Linked DNA regions of Pan troglodytes: region 2 is linked to region 1. A link is a contact called in public HiChIP or PLAC-seq data. All regions are on one chromosome and are shown on one strand. Each heading gives the region's core, a stretch centred on a gene start, on an enhancer-like site or on the middle of the called end of the contact. The rest is flanking DNA. Distances are from core to core; before and after follow the strand shown.

Evidence for each region. HiChIP or PLAC-seq counts read pairs in DNA pulled down with a chosen protein or histone mark.
Region 2: a contact with region 1 is called in an H3K4me3 HiChIP or PLAC-seq map of stem cell-derived excitatory neurons, with 2.4 times the contacts expected there. The contact joins the promoter of LDHA here to the promoter of GTF2H1 in region 1. A contact is called at or near these places in 1 of 7 Hi-C or Micro-C datasets (stem cell-derived neural progenitor cells) and 1 of 1 datasets of contacts at active chromatin or transcription factors (stem cell-derived excitatory neurons).

The regions. Positions count from the first base shown.
Region 1 is chr9:22,364,503-22,368,382 of NHGRI_mPanTro3-v2.0_pri, reverse strand. It overlaps GTF2H1 (general transcription factor IIH subunit 1), which reads right to left and starts at 1,760. Exons shown (of 16, transcript XM_001173120.7): 1 at 1,222-1,760. It overlaps HPS5 (HPS5 biogenesis of lysosomal organelles complex 2 subunit 2), which reads left to right and starts at 1,431. Exons shown (of 23, transcript XM_009460040.5): 1 at 1,431-1,830.
Region 2 is chr9:22,439,642-22,443,521 of NHGRI_mPanTro3-v2.0_pri, reverse strand. LDHA (lactate dehydrogenase A) reads right to left here and starts at 1,975. Exons shown (of 8, transcript NM_001034096.1): 1 at 1,899-1,975.

The DNA.
Region 1 (3,880 bases), core at 511-3,010:
AGAGTCTAGTCCTTCTGTAAACCCAAGGCCTGCTACTAGAGGTTACCTTCCCTGCGGTTGTGACTTCTCCATCTCAACTGCTCTGGTTTTGTCTTTTAAAAAATCTTAAGGTTGGCAACTTTGGCTTAATTACCTAAGTCCAGTTCAGTGGTTTTCAAACTGTGTTCCAAGGAGTGGCCTCTAGGATAGAAGTTAAGTGGGGTGGTGGGGCCTGGCCCTCTTAAATTTAGTTCCACCAGAGCATGCTGCTTTATATATTGGGTTCCAGATAAAAATTCATGGGGAGAAATTGTTCCACTCCTTTAAAATGTTTGAAAATCACAAGTCTGGATATTGGTTTGTATGGAGTCAATACTCACTGCAAAGCATATTTCATTCAAACCACTCAGTTTTTTTTTTTTTTTTTTTTTTTAAGACTGGGTCTTCAAATGGACAAAGGGTGTATTTTTCATATCCTCTTTCCCCATCCCCATTTTACTGATGCTAAAATTGGAGTTTAGGAGTCATTTGGGGCCAGGCACTGTAGCATAATTCTGGCGCTTTGGGAGGTCTAGGCAGGAGAATCGCTTGAGCCCAGGAATTCGAGGTTACAGTGAGCTATTATCACGCCACTGCATTCCAGCCAGGACGACAGAACAAGACTCTGCCTCTTAAAAAAAAATAAGAAAAGTCACCTCCTTATTTAATTTGGCCTTTGAGAACACTGGGGGATTTACAAAATAATTACATATATCCAGGTACTCATGGTCTATTTTTCATCATTACACGACAATCAAATGACCAAAAACTAGGAGTGTGTGGACTGGCACGTGTTAAGGTTTTTAAGAGAGGTAAGATTGACAGGTGGAAGCAAAAGGTGTGCAGACAACAAGGTGACAGCTTTTCTCTTACAGAATCCCAGACTCAACAGCACATTTCCTGACGGGAAGGGCTTCTCTGTCTGGGAGAGGCCTCCACTTCATTCTCATAAGCCAAATCTGATCCTGGCTTTGGGTAAACCTGCTCTCAATTTAAGAGCAGGTTTCCTTTAGACAAGTAGATTAGGGGTCGCCTCTTCCTCGCCTCAGGATAAGGGCAAACAAGACGCTAGGCTTGGGCGTTGGGAGGACGGCGACAGCGACGCTGGGAACAGGGGTAGAATCCACGCCGTCCAGCGGCCCCCAGGCCTGTCAGCTCCTCACCCGCCCACCCACCCGCCTGCATTCTTCGGTCTAAACTTACCAGGTGGAAGCTACAACTCTAGACAGGAAGTAACTAACTGGGTTGGATCCGGTCGAGTTCCGCTGCGCTTCTTAGAGCCGCTGCTGGGAAGAGGCCGAAACCCAGTGGCCGCAGCAGTAGCCACCGCCTCTGTTACTAGGGGGTCTCGCCTCCATCGCTGGCTGCGAGGAGTCTGAGGGCACGTGACCGGAAGTAGCAAGGCGGGCCCTGGGCACGTGACTCAAGAGCGCGGCCGCCATGACACCTTCCGCTAGTTCCCTCCCTCCCCCACGGGTTCCCGCCTGTTTCGTTTCCTCTCTCCGGTCTCGAGCGGCGAAGGGTCCTGGGATCCTGGCTGGCCCAACCATTTGGCCTAGAGCTCCTCCGGTTCCAGTCGGCGCCGTGTCTCCAGCTCGCAACGGCCCTCCGGCCGCAGGCCGTAGAGAGCGTAATCGCGACCGCGGCCTGAGGGGGGAGGGACCACGCGCAAGGAGGGGCGTGATTCGTCACGTGATGAGGAAGTGCCGTTAGTAGCGTTGTTTCCAGTCTGCGGCTCTCCTGGATGACGTCAGCAAGGAAGGGGAGGAACGCGAGGGGAGACTGAAGTTCACGTTCCGCTCTTGGTGCGCGGTGAGTTCCCCGGCGCTAAGCCGGGAGACAAGATCCGATCTACTGAGAGCTGCGAGGTACTGGCCTGGATGTGGTGGAGCTGGGCTGGGACCTCCGGGCTGCTGGTCTGTGAGCCTGGCTTTGAAAATTGGTTACTGGGTCTCCTCTCAAGAAATCTCAAGATATTAAAGTTACTGCTGTTAAAAAGGTAGTAGTTCCACTAGGCAAGGAGCTTTTTGTGGGCAGGGATTGTGTTTTGTTCATCCCTGTGTCTCTAGCGGTGTGTTCAGGTCCTGGAACATAGTAGGCACTCAGAATGTTGAATGAATGAATGTATGAATGAGTCAGTCGCCATTTGTCTGAGGCAGAGAGTTGTTTTCTGATCATTTCTTCTTGGATAGAAAGATCCCATTGTGAAAATGAGGCAGTCTGCAACTTCCCCTTCTCATTTCTTCAATTTTTGCTATCTTTCTTACTTCTTTCTCCTCTTCTTCCACGCACCTACTGGGGCAAAAGAGAAACATATTTGCATTTGATGTGTGAGCAACAAACACTGAACTATTTTACGATAATGGAAAGATGAGATTTGGATTCAGGAGACGCCTATTCTAATCTCAGCTCTACCATTTATGAACTCTGTGATCCTTGGGCAAGCCAGTCTCCCAAAAGTTGTTTCATTTACTTTGGTTAAGCATTTGTCGCCAACGTCTATGTTCTTAGTTTTTGGTAGAGTGACTTCACAGAAGTAGCATTTAAACTCAGCTTTGCAGAAAGGTAGGGTTTTGGTAAATGGGGGAAGATTCCATAAACATCATATATTAAACCATGGAGGCACAGCAAGTTTATGGAATGAAAAAGAAAAAAAGAGTCGAGGCCAATGTAGTTGGAGAATAGAGAGGTTAAGATGGGAAATGAGGCTGGAAAAAGAAGTAGGGAGGAGATAACAGATTTTCAAGAAATAGAGCTGTTGAAGGCTTGTACAATATTATGTATATATTTTTAAAATTTTATTGTGGAAAATTTCAAACGCAGACAAAAGTAGGATAATAAATTGAACCCTCATGTACACTTAACGCAACTTGAACAATTATCAGCATTCTGCTGTTCCTGTTTATACTGTTTGTACATTTCTAGGTACTTTTTATATCCATTGTTGCATTTGATTAATAGCAGCTTTCAATTTGAGCTCAGTTCTACTGTATGTAGCTACTGGCTAAGAAGATTTTATTTATGTAAACAATTTCTGTGGGTTTTAGTTGACCACTTGCTCTGTTGAATCAACGTGTAACATGGCCACTTAAACACAACTAATACTGTTTTTAGGTTGTAATATAGAAACTTAGTGTCTAGATCCAGGAAGTTAGTGTTTCTACTCTATTCTGGGCTCATCTAACTACTTAAGGAGTATTATGCTCAGTTCTAGGCACCTCATTTTTAGGCAAACTACAGTGCCTCTGTAGAAGGTTGACTGGAACAGAGGGTTGGAAAATGTCATGTCAGGAGTGATGAAGAAACTGGGAATGTTAAATTTTTAGAAGACCTGATAATGCTTTTCAAATACAGAAGGATTGTTTTGGAAAGAGACAGCTTGTTCCCTTCAGCTGTAGAAGCTACATACAATTAGGAATAATGGTAGAGCTCTAAGTGATCAGGCTTCAGCATAGTATTAAAAAGAACCTTATAATAGTGAGCCCTTTGGAGGACTGGAATTGGCAGCTTCATGAGAGTGAGTGCTTTCTTTCCATGGCTGAAAATGTTCAGATCTAGGGCAAAACTAATTTCTGAATTAGGTGGACATGTTCACTGAATTACCTATGAATCTTTTTCCATCTTGAGAATTCTAGGAAGTAGGGCTCATGTGCGATCTTGAAAGCTGGGTATGTTTGGATAAGAAAATCTGGAAGGGAAGCAGTCATTTCAGGGAGAGTAAACATAAAGTATAAAGTTGAAGTTGGTTTAACACTGTCATTCAGCAGCTTCTCTGAGAATTGCCATTGCTTATGGCTGTTTTTATTTTCCATTCTCATTTCTGTTAAATTCTTTTTTTCTTTTCAGTAGAACTTACTAGGTG
Region 2 (3,880 bases), core at 726-3,225, 75 kb before region 1:
TAACCCCAAGTGGGGCTGGCCTTTCCTCAGACAAGATCACTCTGAGCTACTCCGGCTCCTACAGCAAGGACACAGCCAGGCTTCTCAAGTAAAAACCAGAGATAACGTGCAGAAAAGCCATTAACTGCCACAAAGCTCAAGCCCAAGGCACAGGAGCCCGCAGTGATCCGCGCGCATGCGCGCTTTGTGGCTCTCCTTCCCGCTCGGAAAGGTGGGCGGAAATCAGACTAATTGCTGGGTCCTCCGAACACCCGGCTTTTACGCCCCGCCCAAGTCCGGAAGATGGGCGGGCCCAGGAACTTGTGCGCGTGCGCATGCGCATTACAGCGCGCAGGGCGAAGCCGATTAGCCTAGCGGCCTCCGGCCGTTGGGAAGCGGGCATCCGGCCAGAAGGCAGAAGGCTGAGAAGCCCCGCCCGTAAGCAGAGGCAATCTGGAGCTATGCAGCTCAGTGGGTGAGAGGGAGCTGGGATTCAGACTTCAGACCTAATGAATGCCCCGAAGCAGACGCCAGCAACGTGAAGCCTAGCTGGCAGCCTCCCAGGTCTGGCGTGCAGCCAGCGCCAGACTTTAAATCGCAATACTAGAAACCAGGGCCTGTTAACCAACCGGGAGGGAGGCACACGGTGTGGCTTCTGCCGTGATCCTTGTTGCAAAGGCCTGTGAGGCCCAGTATGAAGAAATAGTTTCAGTACAGGGAGTGTAGAAATAGCTGCAGAAGGCCTGAGGCCTGCAGCCCTAGAGTTAATAGCTACTTGGTGGAACCCTCGAATTCTTTCCACCTTGTTAATCCAACCCTGCACTGCATTCGCTGGAGGAAATATCACAGGCTGCATCCCCAAAGTATCACGTCTAGTTTTGACACCACTCCAAAGGGCAAAAATCCGAGAGGACCTCTAGGCAGGCAGTCAGCCCAGAGTCACCAAGCTGGAGCCGGGTCTCTCCTTACAAATCACTGCTATTTCTAGACAGCCTTGTAAGGTTTCTAGCCTGGCAGGGGGAAGGGAGTTCCTGCGGACACCTGCTAGCTTCACTGAACGGCCCCGGGATCCAATGCTACCTTTGATGTAGGGGCGGAGGTGGGAGAGCATGGGATGAGGGAAGGGTGCGTCTAGAGGCGAGAGACATGCAAAAACGAGTTCTACACCTCACCTCTGCCGCCTACTCACTGGGAACTTAGAGATCCCTGACTGTCTCCTAGCTTTCGGTCTCCCCATTTGTTAAAAGGAGGAGTTGGTACCGGCGGATCCTACTCAACTGACCGTCTGAGGTGCGGAAGGGCTGGGATGCTGCCTGCTTCATCTTTGCATGCGCCATGCCTAGCACAGCGCGAGATACACCAGTAGCTTCTTAATAAATGCGCAAAGAGCTCCCTATAATCTGCAGGCAGCAGCTGCCCTCACGGAGCCCACCTCTCGAGCGTCCCAAGAGAAAAATGCAAGCCACGTGGTACTCAGCCGCTTTCCGGCTTTCAAGAACCCGCCCCGGACAAGCTGAGGCTTTTTTGGCTCTACGGGCTCCGAGAACTCGACCTCGAGTTTTGCACCGCCCGCCGATTTCGAGCCCAGAGGTATCCCCCACCCTTAAGGCCTATCAGATCCTTGTTCCGCATCCACCCGGGCTTTCGACCCCTGCTTGGGTGCGGCCAACTCCTCGGTTCCCCAGCGTGGCCAGAAGCCATGGTTCCCGCTTAGAGCAAAAGCAGAGCGCGGCGAGCTCCGAACACATGCGTTGTGTGGGCCGCCGCCCAGACGTCTCCGGGCTGTGCTTCTGGAAAGCGGCTCCTACACCTCCCGGGAGCAGGAACCCCTTCGCGAGCAGCGGAGGCCAGCAGAACCAGAGGCAGTTGGCTCTACCTGCCCATCCCTCTGGCGCCGTGCGCGCAGGGCCCTACCGTACCGGGAATGCACGTCGGGCGGTCGTCGGGGACGTGTGGCAATGAGATCCGGAATCGGCGGCAGCGGCTGCAGCACTCTGAGCTGGGCGAGGGAGGGGCCTTAAGTGGAACAGCTATGCTGACGTCAGCTGGGGTGGGCCGGCGGACGTGCGGGAACCCACGTGTGAGTCGGGCTGGGGGTGGATGCCGAGCCAGGCGGGGCACTGGAGAGGCCCGGGTGGCGCGCGCAGCCAGACAACCGACCGGCAGACTGCTCCACGTGCGCTGGGAATCTAAGTAAGGTGCTGCCCTCCAACCACAGAAGCCGGGGTCGGAGCCATGAGCCTGAGTCAGGACGACCTTCAGTTTCCTCATCCATGAAACCTGGGGACGTTACTCTCAGGAAGGCTTGGATCTGTTTCTTCTTCATCCCTGTTTCTCAGTGTCCAGAACAGCTTCTGGCACGTAATAGGCACTCCGCAAATATTTGTTGAACGAAAGGAAGAAAATGCCTAGCAGTCAGTCAGTCTGTTCTTACCTAAGTCGAGTGACCTCCAAAACTCGACGCTGCTTTTCCCTCTGCTGCTAAGCCTACCAGCTCCCACTCACAGTGAAGCCTTGGCCTCTCAGGCCTTGCAGGGTGACTCAGTTCAAATTTACATTTTATTCTGCACTTCCTACTGCCCACCCCACTGGCATCTCATCTCGAGTCTCAGCCATACCCAAGAACTGTCAGTGGCTCGTTTTTTTGGTTTTGGTTTTTTGTTTGTTTATTTGTTTTTTGGTATTTTTCGAGACAGGGTCTCACTCTGTCACCCAGGCTGGAGGGCAGTGGCGTGATCATGGCTTCCTGCAGCCTCGACCTTCTGGCTCAAGCGATCTTCCCACCTCGGCTCCCCGAAGTGACTGGGACTACAAGCGCGCCCACTTGCCCTGCGATTTTTTTTTAATTATTAATTTTTTTTTTTTTGAAACGGAGTCGCTCTGTCGCCCAGGCTGGAGTGCAGTGGGCTGATCTCGGCTCACTGCAACCTCTGCCTCCCGGGTTCAAGCGAATCTCCTGCCTCAGCCTCCTGAGAAGCTGGGATTACAGCCAAGCGCCACCACGCCCGGCTAATTTTTGTAATTTTTAGTAGAGACGGGGTTTCACCATGTTGGTCAGGCTGATCTCAAACTCCTGGCCTCAAGTGATCTGGCCGCCTCGGCCCCCCAAAGAGCTGGGATTACAGGCGTGAGCCACCGTGCCCAGCTCAATTTTTTTTCTTATCATACTTAACCTCTGGGCCTGTATTCTTGCTGATTCCATTGCCTAGCCCGCCCTCCTCCATCTCTTCTTTAATTTGTACCAATACTTCCCCACTGTGGGGTATATTATGAAATATATTTGGTAAGCCCTTGAGTATGCCAAAATTTCCTGAATTTTCTGATAGGAGTGTCTTTTGTTATTTATAAAGAGCCTTTTTCCCTGACTTAATGTTAATGAATGAGGAGTCTTAGCCTCAGGAAGGAGCCAGTCATGGGAAAGACCAAATGATTAGGGAATTAGAGGGCTGGAACTTTCAGCCCAAAGGGATGGATGGGTTTACTTACTCCCTGAACCTACAGCAGCAGCCCAGTGCAGCTTTGAGATAGATCCATAACTGAGTTTCTTGGTTTTGACAGAAAACTCTAACCTCAGCTCCAAAATAGCACAAGGGGCCAGGTGCAGTGACTCATGCCTGTAATCCCAGCACCAATGTGGTTGAGGTGGGAGGACTGCTTGAGGCCAGGAGTTCGAGACTAGCCTGGGCAGCATAGTGAGACCCTGTCTCAAACAAAAAAAAAAAAAAAAAAAATAGCAGGGCATGCTTGCATGCTCTAACAGTTTTCCCATCACTCTAGATTCTAAGATCACTCTAGGTTCTGAAATGGGGCTCTCACCTCAAACACACAGCTGGAAAGTTTAGGGGTGGGCCACTGATTCTTCAGGGCAGGGCAGATTGCCACAGTGTTTTCCGGTTCCTCA